Regions from separate parts of the Mus musculus genome. Here all the other regions are linked to region 5. The links are chromatin contacts, called in public Hi-C and promoter capture Hi-C maps. All regions are on one chromosome and are shown on one strand. The core of a region is the stretch at or near the end of the contact, and the rest is flanking DNA. Distances in the headings are between cores, read along the strand shown.

What was found. Promoter capture Hi-C pulls out the DNA fragments that hold promoters and counts their contacts. A called contact is a pair of places that touch in the nucleus more often than the background predicts.
Region 1: a promoter capture Hi-C map of embryonic stem cells shows a contact between it and region 5, with 2.5 times the contacts expected there. The contact joins the promoter of Ormdl3 here to the promoter of Eif1 in region 5. A contact is called at or near these places in 1 of 39 promoter capture datasets (embryonic stem cells) and 1 of 115 datasets of contacts at active chromatin or transcription factors (astrocytes).
Region 2: a promoter capture Hi-C map of embryonic stem cells shows a contact between it and region 5, with 4 times the contacts expected there. The contact joins the promoter of Med24 here to the promoter of Eif1 in region 5. A contact is called at or near these places in 2 of 39 promoter capture datasets (cranial neural crest and embryonic stem cells) and 1 of 115 datasets of contacts at active chromatin or transcription factors (astrocytes).
Region 3: a Hi-C map of B cells shows a contact between it and region 5, with 6 read pairs. The contact joins the promoter of Hdac5 here to the promoter of Eif1 in region 5. A contact is called at or near these places in 1 of 39 promoter capture datasets (pre-B cells) and 1 of 484 Hi-C or Micro-C datasets (B cells).
Region 4: a contact with region 5 is called in a promoter capture Hi-C map of pre-B cells, with 7 times the contacts expected there. The contact joins the promoter of Nr1d1 here to the promoter of Eif1 in region 5. A contact is called at or near these places in 6 of 39 promoter capture datasets (cranial neural crest, embryonic stem cells, hippocampal neurons and 2 more) and 1 of 115 datasets of contacts at active chromatin or transcription factors (embryonic stem cells).
Region 6: a promoter capture Hi-C map of pre-B cells shows a contact between it and region 5, with 4 times the contacts expected there. The contact joins the promoter of Dusp3 here to the promoter of Eif1 in region 5. A contact is called at or near these places in 1 of 39 promoter capture datasets (pre-B cells) and 1 of 9 other capture datasets (liver).
Region 7: a promoter capture Hi-C map of liver shows a contact between it and region 5, with 3 times the contacts expected there. The contact joins the promoter of Csf3 here to the promoter of Eif1 in region 5. A contact is called at or near these places in 7 of 39 promoter capture datasets (the 3T3-L1 cell line, cranial neural crest, hippocampal neurons and 3 more).

The regions. Positions count from the first base shown.
Region 1 is chr11:98,585,894-98,588,678 of GRCm38.p6, forward strand. It overlaps Ormdl3 (ORM1-like 3 (S. cerevisiae)), which reads right to left and starts at 1,352. Exons shown (of 4, transcript NM_025661.4): 1 at 1,235-1,352.
Region 2 is chr11:98,728,029-98,730,819 of GRCm38.p6, forward strand. It overlaps Med24 (mediator complex subunit 24), which reads right to left and starts at 1,391. Exons shown (of 26, transcript NM_011869.3): 1 at 1,344-1,391; 2 at 757-959; 3 at 587-669. The coding sequence starts at 886.
Region 3 is chr11:102,228,818-102,231,521 of GRCm38.p6, forward strand. It overlaps Hdac5 (histone deacetylase 5), which reads right to left and starts at 1,355. Exons shown (of 27, transcript NM_010412.3): 1 at 1,188-1,355. Mir8101 (microRNA 8101) reads right to left here and starts at 1,333; the gene lies at 1,223-1,333.
Region 4 is chr11:98,774,029-98,776,728 of GRCm38.p6, forward strand. It overlaps Nr1d1 (nuclear receptor subfamily 1, group D, member 1), which reads right to left and starts at 1,349. Exons shown (of 8, transcript NM_145434.4): 1 at 690-1,349. The coding sequence starts at 720. It overlaps Gm31862 (a long non-coding RNA gene), which reads left to right and starts at 1,383. Exons shown (of 4, transcript XR_880204.3): 1 at 1,383-1,786; 2 at 2,611-2,700.
Region 5 is chr11:100,318,569-100,321,268 of GRCm38.p6, forward strand. It overlaps Eif1 (eukaryotic translation initiation factor 1), which reads left to right and starts at 1,381. Exons shown (of 4, transcript NM_011508.2): 1 at 1,381-1,592; 2 at 2,098-2,261; 3 at 2,380-2,481. The coding sequence starts at 1,562.
Region 6 is chr11:101,983,173-101,986,094 of GRCm38.p6, forward strand. It overlaps Dusp3 (dual specificity phosphatase 3 (vaccinia virus phosphatase VH1-related)), which reads right to left and starts at 1,619. Exons shown (of 3, transcript NM_028207.3): 1 at 1,440-1,619. The coding sequence starts at 1,564.
Region 7 is chr11:98,699,871-98,702,598 of GRCm38.p6, forward strand. Csf3 (colony stimulating factor 3 (granulocyte)) reads left to right here and starts at 1,443. Exons shown (of 5, transcript NM_009971.1): 1 at 1,443-1,549; 2 at 1,634-1,806; 3 at 2,156-2,263; 4 at 2,510-2,656. The coding sequence starts at 1,510. It overlaps Gm38985 (a long non-coding RNA gene), which reads right to left and starts at 1,640. Exons shown (of 3, transcript XR_001780319.2): 1 at 1,567-1,640; 2 at 543-1,228.

The sequences.
Region 1 (2,785 bases), core at 102-2,601, 1.7 Mb before region 5:
TGGCACAGCTATAGACACAACTCCCTCACACTGCGGTTCAGTAGTGCCAAACCTCTGGCTGGATCCCAGGACTGCAAGACCCTCCACTCCTTTCTGGCTCTAACAGGGCATCTAAGAGAGCCTAGGTGACCCCACGGGAACTGTCTTCCTAAAGCCTAAGTGCTAGTTGTCTTTTAAAGCAGGTTAGGAACTTCAGGAGACTGCTGCACCCTCTTTCACCATCCTCCCAAAAGTACTCCTGAGACTTTCCTGTGGCTTTGTGTATTTCCATTAGGACACAACTGACCTTTCTCCCAGAAGTGAAGAAATAGGAGACTGGCAGGGGCAGAAAGGTCTGGGGTGACCAGACTGAAAACTGCTACCACAACTGGCAGGTAGCTGGTGTGATTTCATAATCTGCCTCAAATCAGAGCCTGAAGCAACTCCGTCCTGTTAACCACTTTTTTTTTTTTTAAACTTTTGGCTATGGTATAGCTCTTTGCCTCTTTTCCATGCAGGCCCAAGCCAGTCTGTCAGACACTCATGCCAAGACCAGATTACCACCCCCATCTCCTCCCTCCCGCCTTCCCCCCCTCCCCGCGGCGTTAACCATCCGGTAAGCACTTCCCAAATCCCTCCCCAGTTTAAGACTTGCCCTTTATACAGCAAACCTGTTCCCAAGGGATCCCAAGAGGGAGTTCATGCAACACACAATGTCGCTTCCACTCGGCCCACCCTCAATCTGCAGAACCACGGTTGTCCTCGCCAGCCCGACTCCTGGACTCAGGAAAGTGGGTGTGGAAAAAAAAGCAAGCCTCCACGAGTCAGGAGCGAGGGAACGGTGTCCTCGATATCTTGGGAGTATGTGTATGAGAACTCCTTCCACGGGGCCTCCCGCTTCTGCTCTGCAGCCTGGTACCTCGCACTAGCAGTCTGGCCGGGTTCGGGGCCCAACCCCCATCTCCACGCATTCACTCAACCCTGGAGGCAGCCAAACCTTTATCCCTTAAGTCCAGCCGTTCCCCGCCTCCCACCCCCAGCTGCAGCGCTCCTCCCGGATTATCACCCCCGGCCCCCTGCTCCCACTTTCCTCTTTTGGCACTCCTTCGCCTGATGCACGCACTCTCCACCCCCAGCCACCCAGCTCAGGTCTCCTCCTGCGCGGACGCCTCCCCAGCAGCAGCCTTCTCTCCCGGCTCTCCAACCCGTGGAGCCTTCGGGCTTCACCACTCCGATGCCACCCGTCTGGACTCACCGCGCGGGGTTGGAGGTCGAGGGCCCGGGAGAGAGCCCGAGAACCCGGGCCGCGGCCGCTCCAGCAGCTGTAACAAACCAGCGGCGGTGGCTACCCCGCTGGCAGCTCTGGCCGAATCAGCTCCCCGAGCCGGGGCGGTGACGTCACTACCACGCGCCTATCACGTTGTGCCTCTTGGGAAGTGTAGTTTCTAGGCTGCCTCCTCACCGGCCCGCCCGGCGCCTCCTGGGAGTTGTAGGCTTTTCCCTGGTCTAGCTTTTGATCCCACCGCGAGCTTTGGCACCCCGCAGAACGTCCCACCCTGACGCAATAGTGAGATCAGATGCTGTCTCTTTGGTGCGTTAACAATTGTAGCTTTTGCATCTGCGCCCTTCACGTGTTGCACAAGCGGTTTGTCCATGTCCCATCTTGTAGTCGAAGACTTAAGAGTTTTAAGTAACCTGCATTAAGGCCCTGCTAAGATAGCCTGACCCTAAATGCAGAGGTTGTTTTGGTTTGGTTTTTTCCTAACCGTCGCTGCCTGGGCCCCGGATTATCTCCAGAAGCCGAGAAACACTACCCTTTGCCCCGAAGGAGCCCCATTCACTCCCGGGATTACATTTTTCAGGACTTTAGTTGGGTACATGTGTTCAGGGTAGAGACAGGAGCCTGTGGGCATCTTTGGCCCACCTAGTCTTTATGCTTAATCCTTGCTGGTGTAGGTCTGGCCACTCCTGGATCTCCTCCCTACATCAGGTATAAAATAGGATTTATGTCATAGGACGAGACCTTACTAACGTGAGGAGCTTTGAGCTTCTGTCTGAGGTTAATACGTGTAGCTTTAGGTAGGGAGCCTCATTTCTGCAACTTTCATGTCTGGAAGCTCTGAAAAGAAGGGCACAGACTTTATTGCTAGGTACATATAGTGTATGTACATCTTTATTGGCAGAGTAAGCCTGGACAAATGACTTGTCTTAATCTCAGTTTTACAGCTGTCAAAACTTACTCCCAAGGTTGCTTTGATATTTCAAAAGAATGTCATACAAAGCACTTCTTATCTTGTAGGAACGCAACTAGAGTGTTCTTTGGCTCTCCTAGGTCACTCCCACTTTCCACGTCAACAATAGAGGGCCTCCTTTTAGTTGTTTCTACTTCCCCCGCCCACCTTCTCAGTCTCGTGCCCATAAACCCTGGCAAGGCTGGAATGACAGGAATAGATGACGTAACAGATGCCAGCCTGGCTGGCTGTATATGCGCGACGGACTGAACATGCGAGGACTGGAAGGAGAAGGCCTGCCCGGACAACCTGGGGAGCTTTTTCCTTAGACCCGCCCATCATCAGGGAGCTGCCAGAGGGGGTGGGGGCGGGGAGGAATAGCTGTCTCCGGCCGGAGGCGGAGCCCTGGAAGCCAGGAGTGAGTGTATATCTATCTGACTTACCCTGAGAAGTAAAAATGGGCAGCTTCTCAAGTATTCCAGAGGCAGGGGCCCTTCAGATCCGAACATCTAACTAACCGTCCTTCAGCCTCTGTGAGACTGAAGAAGCCTCACAGAGACACCCCCACACTTCCA
Region 2 (2,791 bases), core at 141-2,640, 1.6 Mb before region 5:
ATCAATTGTGGGAGGCGGTAGCAGAAAAATCAGGAATTCAAGTCCATTCTGGGCTACATAAAACACTGTCTCAAAAACAGAAACAAGGATCTGGCAAAGAGGCTCAGCAGGTGAAGGTGTTTGGCGTGCTAATATGAGTTCAAATCCCCAGAAAGGTGGGAAGAACTCTACAAACTCTACAAAAGTATCGTTTTTGTTTTTTTTTTGGTTTTTCCAGACAGGATTTCTCTGTATAGTCCTGGCTGTCCTGGAACTCACGTTGTAGACCAGGTTGGCCTCGAACTCAGAAATCCGCCTGCACCTGCCTCCCCAGTGCTGGGATTAAAGGCGTGTGCCACCACGCCTGGCTACAAAAGTATCTTACCTCCACAAGCATTCTGCGATGTGCATGCCCTCCCCGCCCATAAGTACATGTAGTTTTTTTTTTAAGTTTTACTTGTAAATGTATATGGAGAGAGTAAATAAATGTAATATTCATTCATTACAACAAATGGAGTGTTATTTTTGCAATAAATTAAGCCTAAATGGACAACTGTCAGTTCTCCAGGTGTTTCACCTCCAAAAGCCAAGAGTCGGGAATCTTTACCTGGGAACTAATGGCGTACTTCAGGTACGACAGGATCAGAGGATTGGGGGAAGGCCCAATCATAGCCTGCTCCAGGAGCGCTTCTGCAAGGAAAATTAAAGTAAGGCTGAGTGTTTACAGCTTTTCTGAGGACACCCCTCCCATCCTTCTTTGCCCATTTTACTTGAGACCTGCTAGGTTGAGAATGTCCCAGGTGGCTCCTTTGGGGAAGAATTTTTTCATGTTGATTGCCCATTGGTAGTCACTCCATCGCTCTTTCCAGGCTTGCAAAATGGCCTGCTTCAGGTTCACCACCTTCATGATGTCACTCCAAGGAGGCGAGATGAGTGACAAGGTGGGAGTTTAAAAACGGAGCCAGATGAGAACTGGAGTTCTGAGGGAAAGAACAAGGGAGACATAAATAGAACGGAAATTCGAGAAGGTTTAAGCAAAACAAACAAACAAACAGAAAAATAAACAGAGAGGAAAAAAACTAGGCAGAGTAGAAGGCGTCAAGTTAGCGGCTCTGTCACCTTCTCGGTTTCTGAACAACCGTTTCTCGAATTGGGACAGAAAGTGTCAACAAAGCCCTGAAGCGAGCAGGAAAGGGTTAAGCCCGCTCCGGTTGTCTAATTATGCCCTTCGCTCTAGCTGCGTTCCTCACCACTTCCACCCCAAACCCAGATCTACCCTCTCCCCATTGCCTCTACCTTCCTCGGCCCTGAAGTTGTAATTCCTTCTTTTCCTACATCTACCATCTCCCCAAATTTAAGCCTACCATACAAACCGGTTGTACATCGTAGGCAGCGCCATCTTGACACCTACTAAGGAAATCATTTACCATTGGCCGGCGGCAACACACACCAACCAATAGAAACGTAGCAAGAGGCGAGTCCTGCCACAATACCTTCTGGGAATTGTAGTTCTTTGTCTAAGACTTGTCTAAGCTGCCAAACAGGCAGAAGGATTAATCTAATTGGTTCTGGTGGTTTTTATCTGAGATAATCCGAAGAGCTGAGGTACGCTGGTACCCAGAGTCTCAGGGTCTATGGAGAAACCAACTCTCTGTCTCCCAGTGATGTTGCCATCTATCCCTACCTTCAATCATTCTGATACTGTGGCTATTTCCCAGAAACGAGGCATAACAGTGAATTCTAGCCTGGCTTCTGTTTTGGCTTCTAACCTGGCTTCTATTTGGGTTTTGGCCTTTGTTCTCGAAAGCCCCTGTAGGCACTAGAGCTCTCATTTTCATATTTCTATTCCAAAAGAGACACTGAAGTGTGGGTAGCAGCACACATACCATCATTTTAACCCCAAATCTGACAATTCTCCCAGAATTCACTGATCCTGAATACTGTTTGGATACAAAAGGAAATAAGGAGAAAACAGAAGCTGAGCATGGCACCACGCCCTTAGTGCCAGCACTCAGAAGGCAGAGGCAGCTGGGTCTCTGAGTTTAAGCCTGGTCTACAGAGTGAGTTCCAGGACAGCCAGGAGGACTACACAGAGAAACTCTGTCTAAAAAACACAAAACACAAAAACAAAAACAAAGAAACAAAACAAACAAACAAACAAAACAGAGGAAATATGGGTTAAGATTATTGGGTGTCTCAAAAACTGTTTAAGAAGGCCTCGGGGGCTGGTGAGATGGCTCAGTGGGTAAGAGCACCCGACTGCTCTTCCGAAGGTCCGAAGTTCAAATCCCAGCAACCACATGGTGGCTCACAACCATCCGTAATGAGATCTGACTCCCTCTTCTGGAGTGTCTGAAGACAGCTACAGTGTCCTTACATATAATAATAAATAAATCTAAAAAAAAAAAAAAAAAAGAAGGCCTCGGGATCAAATGTGGTATTGTGGCTAAGACCATTCTGCACATTTGGAGGCAGAGCTTTATCACCCCTCTTTTTCTTGGCTCCCAATCTCATATCCCAAGGAGATAGGTCAGCCTGTTTCTTCAAATTCTGTCTATATTCCCCAACCCATTCCTCTTCTGTCCCACATTCCTCTTTGTACAGCTATGAAAGCACTCTACACTGAACTACAGCCCCCTCCCTGAGCTACCTTTTGACTGAGAATCAGGATAAATATTGAGAAAACAGTCCACATGGGCTCTAAAACTGGCCTTGTAGACATGTAGGAGACTAATAGGATCCTGGGTACCTGGAGCACGCTATGAACAGGGAGAGTATAGCTGGAGTACGGCCAAATCACATCCTTCTAAGA
Region 3 (2,704 bases), core at 105-2,604, 1.9 Mb after region 5:
TTAGCCAGAGGTCTTCTGGCCCAAACCAATCTCCCATCCCTGCCTCCTTTTGTTCCTAGGATCTAACTCTATCTTCCCCTCCCACTGATCCCTAAACCCCTCTCTCCATTCCCATTCCCAAGATCCAAAGCTAATTCCAGGACCCAGAAGCATAGTGGTCACTACCAGAGTGATGGGTACACACACACACTACACACACTACACACACACACACCACACACACCCCAAAAGCAACTGCAGCTGCTATCCTTCCTCTTCAGGGACAAAGCTCATCTCAGAAGGCCAAACGCAGGGACATGAAGTGGTCACCTTCTCCCCGAAATGAAACACACTCCCCGCGCCCCCCCCCAGCTCTTAGATTAATTACTTATCGTCCAGCCAGTTCTCATCTTCCTGAGGGCCCCAGGGATGGGTGGGGAGGGGGGAAGCCGACTCCCCCAAGTTAACAAGGCACTATTAGAACCTCTGCCCCATGAGAAACAAACCCAAGATGAAAACTGGGCGCGGGAGTGGGGTGGGGAGATCTGCCCTAGCCAAGAAAGATCACCAATTCATCTCCCAGCTCTTTCCCGAGCTCCAGGGTGTCAGACAGAAGAGGGTGGTAATAAACGCAGTAACGCCTCACAGGCGAGGGGGTGAATAGCACAGACAAGTAAGATGGGCCCCGCAGTCCTCTTCCACCTGCAGGGACGTCAAGGACATAAAATCAAGGGTATGTTCTTCGCCACTTGGAGAAGCACTGTGGGTGGGCTGCGCCCCTCACCTCAGAGTAACAAGAAAGGGGTGTCTAGTGAAGAGAGGGTCTGCCCAGAATGCGGGTTGCAAGGCTCAAATCGCAGTTGCAACGGATTATGAGCCGCCGGGGAGGAGACAAATCAGACATCCCCGGCCGGTCTGCGGGACATTTGGGGGCGCGGGGTGCGGGGTGCGGGAAAATCGGCCCCTCCCTTACCTGCAGAGAAGGAGCCCTGCAAGGGAGGGATGAGGAGGGGCGCGCGCGGCGAGCCAAAGGCGACACTCCCCGGGCCCAGCGACGCTCCCTGGGGGTGCGGGCTGGCTCGGCGCGCGCGCCGGGAGGAAGGACAGGGTCGCGGGGAGCCCGCGGGCAGCGACGGCGGGAGGACGGGACGCTGCGGGGCGTCCCGGGGCCGTGGGAGGTGGGGTCCTGGCGGGTGCGGCGCGCTCACCCGCTGCGGCTCGAGCTCCGGCTTCGCGGGCGGCGGCGGCAGCAGCGGCGGCAACAGCAGCGGCAGCGCCTCCTCGACGGCTCCTCCATCTTTGCGGCGGCTCCTCCGGCTCCGCTCGCCGCCGCCACCAACAACAACATTCGGAGACGTCACTCTCGTCACGTGACCCGACCCCGAGCTAAAAATAGGCTCAGACCCCCCCTTTTTCGGGCTTCAACCGAGAACCCTCCCCTCCCATTCGGCCCTCCCCTCAGATGGGCGGGACCAATAGCGCCACCGTGACAGCTTCTTAAAGGGCCAATGCCCAGCCCAAGGTTAGGCTGGGGTGGAGGTGGCAGAGAAGGGATCCCGATCTCTTCGCCAAGTAATGAACTGAGTAGAACCCGGACCCCGGCTGCTGCAGGGGCTGGATGTGTGGGATTTACGATTTTGTTCTCTGTGCTTTTTCGACTTCCTTTTCAAACGGCGGATGGTGCAATCTTTGCCCGCCTGAGCTGTTCCCTAACACGCCCTTCCCTCGTTAGGGGGAGGGTAGAGGGGGGTGGAATCCTAGGGGCTGCCTTGGAAGTGGAAGCCCCTGCAGGCGCGTCAAAGCTGAAAGATTAGCTTGGACAAGTCTCTAACCCACCGTGCTAATATGGCACAGCGCTGCATCTTGTTAAAAGAAACTCCTTGGAGAAAGCCAGCATAGGTTGTAACTGTCCCTGGCCTTCAAAGGAACAGACCAAGAACCTAAAAGTCCGCTGGTCCCCAACTTTGATACCACACATACTACTACCACGTCAGTGGAACTGAACATGACTGTATCATTAAACCTACATTGTTTTGTCAATGACCTAGCAATTTTCCTAGCAAAAAATGTATTCTAAGAAAATATTGTGCTCCAAAATGAGTATAGGAAGAGATTGTTTGTTATATGAGATGTCAGAAACAACCTAAATAAATATCCATCAGGTAGGTATCTGCAAATAAACTAGGAGACATCTATTTAGTAAGTTATCATACAGATGCTCAAAATTATACATATGTGGGGGGTGTAAAAGCGGCTTTTGGGGCGTTTGACAGGAATCTGACATTGGTCAAGGACAAGAAAATGAGATTCAGGCAGGAATCTGACATTGGGCCATGACAAGGGAGTAAGTTCAGGTAGGAATCTAATTTTAGGGTGGAACAAAGAAGTAGATTTCAGGCAAGAATGTGATTTTGGGCTAGGACAGGGAAGTAGGCTCAGGTATCTTGGTCATCCTGACAAGCTCTTAGACTTTGTTTATTGCCTTGACATACGGCTTTAATCCCAGCACTTGGGAGGCAGAGGCAGGCAGATCTCTGAGTTTAAGACCAGCCTGGTCTACAGAGTGAGTTCCAGGACAGCCATACTGAGAAACCCTGTCTGGAAAAAACAAACAAACAAACAAAACAAAATATCCATTAGTTCCAATACTTTATACAAACGTTCATGAGTCTGACTCTGTATGCCTGAAAAATCTAGGTTATATAAACCAAACGTTTTCTTTCTT
Region 4 (2,700 bases), core at 99-2,598, 1.5 Mb before region 5:
GAGGAGAGAAGGCGACAAGCGTTGCTCCGGCAACTTGAGGGGCGGAGCTCATTATGTAACGAGGCCGGGAGGCAATGACCAATGAGATGGCGGCCACGGCTTCTACTGAATGAAAACAAATGCAGCACGTGGGCCCGGCTCTGCAGCCATGTGAGCCCTCCCCAGGCTAAGTCGCTGTGGGTGCCCTGCCTGGAGATGAGTCCCAAGCACCCGACTCCTCAAATGAAGCTCCCCACTGCCGCTGAGGATTCCCCTGTGAACTCTGACCCAGTCACGCAAACCCACCAGCCCGGATCGCCCCACTTCCCAAGACTACCTGGAAGTAGGCTAGAACTGTAGAAAAGGGAAAAGAGACAGGCATACTATAGCTGCAAGGAGTGGGCAAATGGGGACGTGTCCAGAGACTGCTTCAAAATGCTGAGTCTCCCTAAACTCTTCCACTCGCCACTGGTATCCACCCTCCATTTCATCCGTTCTCGGACTGAGGGGAACTCAGGGGGTGCTAGTGATGCGTTTTAGGCACATTCCCAGCCGTAATAACCCTCTTTAGAAATCTTACCTAGTGGCTTTCATCTTAGCACAGTAACAAACACCAGCCAGAGGGAATCCCCAATCCCTTACAAAGTTCCTCTCATAAGCCTTGGATGGAAATGGAGACAGTGACAGAGCAAAGATAAGAATCTCAGTACCTGTGTTGTTATTGGAGTCCAGGGTCGTCATGTCTTCACCAGCTGAAAGCGGTCATTCAAACTGGACCTTGACACAAACTGGAGGTTGTGATGGCCTCTCTCGCCCCCTGGGCAATGGCTGAGGGAGACGAGTGAGCCCCGCAGTTCGCAATCAGGATTCCAGGCACTGAGCAGTAAGGTCTTGGGGTGGCTATACTGCAGCCCTCCAGAAGGGTAGGACGCTGAGGCACCTGAGATCTGATTTGCATGGGAAGAGCAGAGAGTGTGTGTGTGAAGAATCAGCCTGCAGCAGTTCTGGCTATAAGGTAGCAAGGAGAGTCGGGTCTCTGCAGTGCACCGGATGCCACTCCTGAAGGCTCCGCAGTGAAGCAGGGTAATGAATCTGGAGCTCCGGGTGCAAAAGTCCCAAAGGAAGAGAAGCTGCAACCAGGAAGTAAGTAGGTGATGGAGAAATGAGGCACCAGGACGCAAAGAGAGACGTGTGCCCTGCTACGTTTCCTCAGCAGTAATATTTCACTCTGCCAATCTCAACCGCCTTTTGCCCGAGCCTTTCCCTGGGACAGAGGGCTCTGCGCAGGCGCCAGCAGCCCAGGGTTCCCGGGCCGCACGCGGCACTGGAGCAGGTACCATGTGATTCCAGGGAGCGCCTCGTGCCCCAGTGACACACTTTTCCAGCAGCCGGCACGTTGAGATCTGTGCGCCTGCGCACCGCCAGGATTGTTGGGATTTGTAGTCTACTGACAATGTAGGTGGAGTGTGCCTATTCCTTTTCTGCTTTGCAAAAGTGCTTGCTGGCAGCGGGGAGGAGCTGAAAGTGGACTGGGGTGGGGTTTTCTGAAGAGTCAGGGTGGCGTGTTTGGAAAGCCTTGTATGGCAAGGGCATGTGAATTCCTGGGGAGGGCCTGGCAAGCTTTACTGCTCCGTGGAAGATCAAAGCTAAAAGGCCCTTTCTGCAAACCTAGCAAACGTGAGAGCTTCACGTGATTGGAGAACTGACCTCACCCTGAGGTTAGTGGTGACTAGGGGGAGAAAGACAAGCTGGGAGGAGAGATTTCCCTTAAATCAAGAACTTAAGCATCTTTTGCTATGGTGACAAGGTGGGCGACAAGCAGTGTAAATAAAACCCCTTTCTCTTCTTCACCCTAACCCCAGCCCCCACGGGTAGGACTGGCATAGCACGGGGATATCCCTAGGGACTCCCTGTTTGCTTATATGACACCACACTGCCCACTCAAGTGACTTTGGGGTGAGTCATTTCCCTTTGTCTGGGAAATAAAAAGGAGAACAAAGGGAAAGTGCTCTGAGGTCCTCATAGAGAGAGGGGGGTCTGCTCTCTGCAGGGCTTCATGATAGCAGAAGAAGCCCACAGTTTAGGGAGAACATGAGGATCATTTAACTCCCACCCCTCAACTCCCCGAATTGGCAGGGTGTAGTGGCTCGTGCCTGCAATCACCGTCCTTGAGAGGCTGAGGTAGGAGGACTGTCGTGAATTTGAAGCTGACTTGAGCTGCAAAGCAAGCTCCTACTAAGCGAGGAGGGAGTGAGGATCTTCCCTCCTCTTACTGAAGAAGAAAAGGGACCGCCATCTCAGGGACTGGCTCAAGGTCAGGCATTCACTGCTTATTTCTTGTGACCGTCCCGTCCCTGAGATGGCGGATAAATGAGCACATGAAGCACTTAGCATCTCTCTCAGAGCAGCAGTCATCTCAGGAGTGAGAAACACAGAGGCCTGGGGGAAGGGGTCTGTTCTCTGGGGCTTGGGTTGTAAAGAGAGATGGACACGTATCTTCAAGCAGTCGAGTAAGCCCCAGCCACCCTGCTCCTATCTCCAAGTCCTCTGTAATCTCTACACTTGGGGATGGAGGGGGGGTGCTTTTTTTTTTTTTTTTTTAACCTTAAGTCTTTCTCTACTTGCACTTAGGAAGCTCCAGAGAGTTCTGGGAATCCTGGGAAGCAAGCTACCTTGGAGTCAGAGAAAAGCATACGGGGAAACTGAGCCAGGAGGACCACT
Region 5 (2,700 bases), core at 131-2,630:
TTAAAGGTGTGTGCCACCATCCAGCAGTTTCTTGTTTTGAAAGTCTCATTGTATAGATCTGCTGGGTCTCAAACTCGCAGGCATCTATCTGCCAGCCTCTGCCTCACAAGTGCTAAGATCAAAGGCGTGCCCCACCACACCCGGCCTATTTTTCTGGTTCTTCAGAGACAGTAGCCAGTCTAGTACTGAATTCACTTGACCTTGAACTTTTTCCTCTGGCTTCCTTCTCCTGAGAGCTGGGATGTACCACCATACCTAGAAGTTGGCAGTATTTTTAAGTTAAGAGATTTTATATAAAGCACCCACTCTTTGGGGAGCATTTGAATAAAGTCTGACACAGTAGTTATCAGCCTCTGGTTCTCCTATTGGCCCCCACAAACCCAGTTACATCACACTTGGCTGTCTCTTTTTTTTTTTTTTTTTTTTTTTCGGTTTTTCGAGACAGGGTTTCTCTGTATACCTTGGCTGTCCTGGAACTCACTCTGTAGACCAGGCTAGCCTCGAACTCGGAAATCCGCCTGTCTCTGCTTCCCAAGTGCTGGGATTAAAGGTGTGCGCGGTGGCACTTGCCTTTAATCCCACCACTCATGGGGCAAAAGCAGACCCCATGTGGCCAGCCTGGTCTATAGAGTTCCAGCACAGCCAAAACCCTGTCTTGAAAAAACAAAAAGAAAGGTTAACTGCTTTGAAAAAAATATTCACCTAGACTCTACAAAGGCTTTACCTCACACACAGGCTTGTAGGACAAAAGGCATCCTGTGAGGCTTGGACATTTTTTTCCTGGGGTCCCCACTCCTACCTAAGGGACTACTTCCTTCCTTAGAAGAATTAATCTAAATAATAATTTTTGGTTACCAATTTTAAAACATGCTAATCCAAATGATACCCTATATAAGGTCCAAATTTTGATCACGTTATTTTATGCTGATTAAATGGCTATATCTGTGAATACGTGCAGAGAAGGGTAGGTTGATGGGTGGCTGGATCAGTCGAATTTTGGAGGACCCGCACGTAATTACCCTTTAAAGCAAATCGATCCTCACCCTAAGACCCATCTCAGAGCTAGTGCCAGGACCCCAACAGGGTCAAGATGGTAGAACGTGCGGTAGGCGCAGGCGCGCTCGAAACCTCCGCCAGTTTTCGCGGCCGCTCAGACAACTACCATGCCCACTGCGCAAGCGCGCAGGCGGACCAAGCTTTCCCTCCCCCCTCTCGCCCCTCCCTGAGTCAACAGAACATCCTTTCCAGGCCAAACCCAGTGCGCACGCGTCAAGCCTTGACTCCGCCCCCCGACCAATAGGAAGCCGCAGCGCTCGGGCGTCCGGGAGCTTGACTCCATGGGTGGGGCCGAGACGTGAGGGCAGCGCGCTGGCGTCACAGGGGCGGCTATATAAGTGAATACAGGCGCCGCCCCTCCGCCCCAGTCACTGAGCCGCCGCCGAGGACTCAGCTGCCTCCCCCTCGAGCCCCCTCGCTTCCCGACGCTCCGTCCCCCCCGCCCGCCTTCTCCCGCAGCCGCCTTCCGCAGGCCGTTTCCACCGAGGAAAAGGAATCGTATCGTATGTCCGCTATCCAGAACCTCCACTCTTTCGGTGAGCCTGGGGAAGGTCGCGCGGGCCTGGGGGGGGGGTGGCGGGGTCGGAGCTCGGAGAGCCGCCGAGCGCGGCGAGCCCATCTTAGCTCGGGCTGGAGGGGTGGTGATGCCCGTGGAACCGAGATCTGCGCCCAGGGTCGACCTCTGAGGGTGCCCGGAAGAAACGGGTGGGAGGTGAGCCCTTGGGCGGGCCCGGCGTCTCGGGTGGCGCATTTACTAATGGCTCCTGCCTCTCGGCGAGCCACACCCGCCCCCTCCCGCCACCCCTGCGTCATGTCCTCTACGTCACCGTCGTTGTCTCGGAGCTGGGAGGGAAGGCCCCGCCTCGGGAGCCTGGCTTCCGGTAGGTTGCATCAGCCGGGTGGGGCGCTGCCTGCCCACTAGGTCTCTCCAGCACGTGATCAGCCTTGGCGGGAGGGCTGGCCTAGAGCAGAAAGCTAGCTCTAGTACTGGCCAGTTCCCGGAGGGACAACAAAGGACACCTCCGGATTATTTCTTCACAGACCCCTTTGCTGATGCAAGTAAGGGTGATGACCTGCTTCCTGCTGGCACTGAGGATTATATCCATATAAGAATTCAACAGAGAAACGGCAGGAAGACCCTTACCACTGTCCAAGGGATCGCTGATGATTACGATAAAAAGAAACTAGTGAAGGCGTTTAAGAAGGTGGGTCTGCTGTGGAGAGAGCACGTTGTATGGTCTACCAAGGGAGAGGGTGCAAACGTCAAGGGAGTCCGTGTTGATGGCATGGCCTCTTAGATGCTGCATCCTTTTGTCCTTGCAGAAATTTGCCTGCAATGGTACTGTAATTGAGCATCCAGAATATGGAGAAGTAATTCAGCTACAGGGTGACCAGCGCAAGAACATATGCCAGTTCCTGATAGAGGTGAGTTTAGGCCGCCCTCAATGCATTATGGGTTTCCTGAATTTCTAATCCTTACAGTTGAGCTTTTAAATACATGTAGACATTCCCACTTTCAAACAGTACTTGGGGGTGGCATAGGGAAGTTTTAGTAACAGTGGTCAATTGAACCATTGTGTCTACTGGGATAGACTGAAGTACTCTTCTTTATTGGGACTCCTTGCAAGGTGTATATGGGAGAAT
Region 6 (2,922 bases), core at 369-2,868, 1.7 Mb after region 5:
CTTGGCTTTAGGTATGCAGTTGATCCTCCCAGCTGAGCAGCGCCCCCATGTCAAGGTCAGATTTGCATAGAGGGCAAAGGATGTGTTCTCCAAGGCAGCCATCAGTCCTGACACTATGCCTAGGCAACCTACTGCAGATAAAACTCAACAACCTGTCCCCCAGCAAGCAGGCTCCTGAGACCGCCAAGCCCCCTGGCTTCTTGGATAGTTGAGGTAGGGAGGACTGGGAGAGGTTCCCTAAGACTATGCAGCGACTGAGCTGGAGGCTGACCCTGTGAGTCTGTTTAGCCACTTGCTCAGGAGCAAGAATGCACAGCCACGTTGACAGAATGCTGAAGAGCGCGTCCATATATCTCAGCTCTCTACCACCAATCCAACCGTCAGCAAATGCACCATGATGACCACCACCGTTCTGAAGAGTGAACACCATATGGTGTTTGACACATAGTAGGTGCTCCGTATGGAAATAAGCGATGCAGTACATGCAACCTGCCCCCAAGTGTCTGAGACTAATCATGTGAAACCCCTCTGGCTCTGCTGCAGGCTAGGCAGCAGGTCCTAGGTGCAGGACAGGAAACACACATGTAAGACATTGAAAGATCCTTACAGCCCCTCAGCCATCCCGGCCATCGCTTCCTAGTGTGCAAAAACAGAGCTTAGGACTTTAATAAATGGGGTCTTCACATTCATGAAAACCCAACGTGGATCTTCCTGCAATGTGGATCATGCCAACTTTTATCTTGGTGTTAATATTGGTTCTCTCCCACTGCTGAGAAATTCTTATTAATAACATGACTAAAGTTTTCTTTTTAAAATAAGAACACATACGAGCTCAATAATATACACATTTCCTAGTGGTGCAATTAGGAGGAATTTTCAGATGGCTCGGGTCTTTATCATTTTGTTTTTTTCCATCTAAGTCAAACTTTATCTGGAGAAGCCAGGAAAGCCTTGGCTCAGCTACTTCCTCTTCTAGGGTATTTTAGGGTATTTGGATTTCCTGACACGGACAGGAAAAGCTCCACACCCAGATTGTAACGTCATCCCGTTGCCATGGCAACGAAGGCAGACATTCCACGGTGACCTCACTGCAGAACTAGGCAGCTGTCACATGACGCGCGGCCAAGAGACAGCCCTGCCACCTGTTAAGAGAACGTGGTAGCCTTGACCCCGCCCAAGCCCAAGCCAGAGCTGGTAGAGGCTGAGGTCAGGCACTTTGGGGGTTGGGGGGCGTCTCTGGGCATGCGGAGTCCAGCTCCTCCGCTTCATGCGCGGGGAGTAGGCGTCGACTCCAGGCTGGTCCCCAGCACCCGCTCTTGCTCTCAGGTCGGCGACCGCGCCCAGGATCCACCCCCCCCCCATGGACCCCACTCCAGCCCCCAAGTAGTAGTCGGGGCCCGCTGGGAGCGGCTACGGGTTTGGCCCTCCCAGAGACTCACGCGTTGCCCACGTAGACCCTCGGGACGACCTCGTTGCAGGGCTGGCTCGGCAGGCTGTAGCAGCCGCTGCCATCCGAGAGCAGGTCGTTGAGATCTTGCACCGAGAGTTCGAACGAGCTGGACATGGCGGCGGCGGGGCGCTGCACGCCAGGGCAGGAGCGAACGAGGGGGAGAAGCCGGGTCAGCGGGGCGGGGCTGCCCAACCGGGAGCCGCCCCGTCCCGCCCCGGAGGCGGGCCCACTGGGTGCGGGAAGCTGCGGTCACGCTAGGCAGCGCAGAGGACACGCGCGACTGGCCAAGCGCCGCAGGACCCCGGGGCACGTTCCTGGCCGAGATGCCATCACTCCCGTGTCATCCGTACTCATTCACCCTGGCTAAGGCAGTGGAGCGCAGGCACTTCATTTACTGAACCCAATGCGGGACGCCTGGGTACACCTGGAGTCGCTCTTTCAGGATAATGGGTACCCCTGGGGTTTGCTGTGAACCCTTCTCGCTGCACACCAGCAGAGTGGGCATCCATTCATTCACCCCAAACACACACGTCAGAACACATCTTCCCAGCCCACGACTGCTGAACCAACAACCTGCCTACCCAGGAGATGGATCCTTACCCAAGGTTACAGGAAAGAGCCCTATTCTGGAACACTTCTTTTAATGTTTGATGTGAATCAGCATTGAACTTTTTAAAGGCTGAAGGTATAGGTCGCCAGGTTTGGCATCTGACCCTGGGGGACTACTTTAACCTTAGCCTGTGTGCTGGCGACTAAAAGGGAGGAAAGCAGTTTGAACAGCTATAATTTTGTGAGACCCGAAGTGTCTACGAATCTGTAACTTTTGAGTGTAAACACAATATAAATGGAGAATTCTCACACCTGACCTGTGACAGTCAAAACACAGGCACACTAAAAATTACTGTACAAAACTGTATTCAGGATATATTTATATGTGACGCATTAATGGATTTCATGTTTAGACTTGGATCCACTCACTACATATAGTATATATATTATATCGTAAAGTCTCAAACATTTCTGTCCCAAGCACTTCAGTAAAGAATATGCAACATCTAACTCCTAAGAATTGCTGGAGGGCTGGCAAGATGGCTCAGAGGGTTAAGAGCACTGACTGCTCTTCCGAAGGTCCTGGGTTCAAATCCCAGCAACCACATGGTGGCTCACAACCACCCGTAATGAGATCTGACGCCCTCTTCTGGTGCGTCTGAAGACAGCTATAGTGTACTTATGTATAATAATAAATCTTTGGGCCAGAGCGAGTGGAGTTGACCTAAGTGAGCGGGTCATCTGTACAGCTATAGTGTACTCACATACTTAAAGTAAATAAATCTTTTTTTTAAAAATTTGCTGGAAAGATTCCAGAAACATTCAAGGGGTTGCGGAGGTTCCTGGGCTGGCAAGGTGCCCAGCATGCACAAAAACCTTAGTTCAGTTCCCAGCGCGGAACATACAGGCGTAGCGGTTGCAGA
Region 7 (2,728 bases), core at 193-2,692, 1.6 Mb before region 5:
GAGGCAGAGGCAGGCAGATTTCTGAGTTCGAGGCCAGCCTGATCTACTGAGTGAGTTCCAGGATAGCCAGGGCTATCGAGACAGAGAAAACCTGTCTTGAAAAACAAAAACAAACAAATAAACAAACAGAATGGGAATCCCTTGGCCTGTCCTCTCAAGCAGAGGCTATGTAGTTAATGTCCATGACATCTGTGGCCACCAGAGGGCACCCTAGCCCCAGAGTTGGCCCCACCCCATCAGGTATGCCTCAACATCAAAAAATGTCTATATTCCTTGGCCCCACCTTGGTGGGGGTGAAATAGTTCAGAAAGTACCAGATCGAGATGCCATCAGTCAGACAAGGAATGCCGTCCTCCTTTTTAGGTAGTAATACCCTGTTGGGACTGAGAGCGACTGGGATGTCCCTCCATCCCTACTACCCATGATTGGGCAAGGCATTTCCCTTTCTGGCCCAGTTCACAGAGGTGAAATCACCAAGGTCTCTTTCAGAGCTAACACTGGGCAGAGTTCTAGGATGGGAGATGCAGCTCCTCCTTTCTCACCTCAGCATGCATCGACTCAAGCCAGCTCACACCACTGCTACATAATGAGCAGAGATCGTCGGGACACTCCATGACCCAGCCTCCGACGCCCTCCAGATGCCCCAGACTCCACGACATCGAGGTAATGTGCCAAGGGAAGCAGAAAGGCAAGGTCAGGTGAGCCAGGAGCCCCAGAGGGTCTTGATTCATTCAAGACAGACATCCGGTTTCCTCTGGCCTCTCTGCCAGGATCCAGGGGCTTAAAGAAATGAGTCATAATGGGGGGTATTGGGGAGTTCCCAGCTAATCAGCCTGGGACAGAACGGCCTGAATGCTGGACCAATTTATTTTTATCCAAATGTGGGGCAGGCGTAGACAGCAAGACCCTACCTAGGGTGCTGTGGAGGGCTCCCAGAAAAGCAGGAGGCAGCCACCAGGAAGCTTATGGGTCTGAAAAGAGGACAGGTTCTTTCTTCTCTCGGGATGTTTGTCCCAGGTATAGGTGACTTGAGAATCACAAATGAAGGGCAGAGGGGGCTCCCCAAGCACGTCTGCCAGAGGATGGAGAGACAGAAGCAGTCTTGATCTGAGCACCCATTCTTCCCCAGGGTCTGAGTTCCTTGCTATCCCCTCCAGGGTTTCACCAGCCTTGTTGGACAACTCGGATCCAGATCCAACACCCTGCAGCGATTCAGGCCTGGGTGTGGCTGGAAGAGAGGAAGAGAGTTTGAGGGGGGGACAAGACGTCAAGGAAGGAACAGAGATTCCCCGATTTCACAAAAACTTTCGCAAACAGCTTTTCCCCAACCCCCTGCATTGTCCTGAGCTATCATCAAATTTGCATAAATCCTGGGAAGTTATTACTAAGCCTGAGTTGCCCCAGCCCCAGGTAATTTCCTCCCGGGGCCTTGATGGCTTTATGTATAAAGGCCCCCTGGAGCTGGGCCCTGGCAGAGCCCAGAGCTGCAGCCCAGATCACCCAGAATCCATGGCTCAACTTTCTGCCCAGAGGCGCATGAAGCTAATGGGTGAGTGCCCTGGTTACCTGCCCTGGGTGTGGAATGGAGAGAGGCCGGATAACAAGTGCCTCAGACCCGTCTGTTTGCTCCTAGCCCTGCAGCTGCTGCTGTGGCAAAGTGCACTATGGTCAGGACGAGAGGCCGTTCCCCTGGTCACTGTCAGCGCTCTGCCACCATCCCTGCCTCTGCCCCGAAGCTTCCTGCTTAAGTCCCTGGAGCAAGTGAGGAAGATCCAGGCCAGCGGCTCGGTGCTGCTGGAGCAGTTGGTGAGTGGGGTTGCCATAGGTGTGGAGGGAAGGACTTGGGGGGGGTAGCGGGGGAGGCAGGAGCACAAATGAGAAGAGGGCAGACTAGGAACACACAGCAGTTGACAGTGTTTGCCCAGTGTGCACAAGAGCCTAGATGGCACCCTCAGAATACTGACAGAAACATTGAGGAAGGGAACATGGGGGGAGAAGGGCACAGGAAAGAGAATGAGTAGAGACAGCAGTGGGACCTCTGGATGGGACAGTCCTTAGGGTCACTAGGAAGGTAGGGAGCTGAGAAGCCAGGAGGACCTGAGCTGGACAAAGAGCCTGGCCCAGGTGAGCACCCTCAGTATCCTTCCATCTACAGTGTGCCACCTACAAGCTGTGTCACCCCGAGGAGCTGGTGTTGCTGGGCCACTCTCTGGGGATCCCGAAGGCTTCCCTGAGTGGCTGCTCTAGCCAGGCCCTGCAGCAGGTGAGTATTTTCGGAAAAAGGAGGACCAGGAGGAGAAGGGGGAGGAGGGGGAGGAGGAGAAAGAGGGAGAGGAGGGGGAGAAGGGGGAGGAGGAGGGGGAGGAGGAAGAAGAGGGGGAGGAGGGGGAGGAGAAGGAGGGGAAGAAGGAGGAGGAGGGGGAGAAGGAAGGACTACATCCTACTATTTGGGCTCCTGAAGAGAGCAAGCATCCCAAGATGTACTGCCTAACCCTGCTATCTTCCCCAGACACAGTGCCTAAGCCAGCTCCACAGTGGGCTCTGCCTCTACCAAGGTCTCCTGCAGGCTCTATCGGGTATTTCCCCTGCCCTGGCCCCCACCTTGGACTTGCTTCAGCTGGATGTTGCCAACTTTGCCACCACCATCTGGCAGCAGGTGAGTACCATCTGGAGGGGGTCATGGCAGCACACCTGGGCACCCTGGAAGCTCTCTATATTTTCAGAGGCC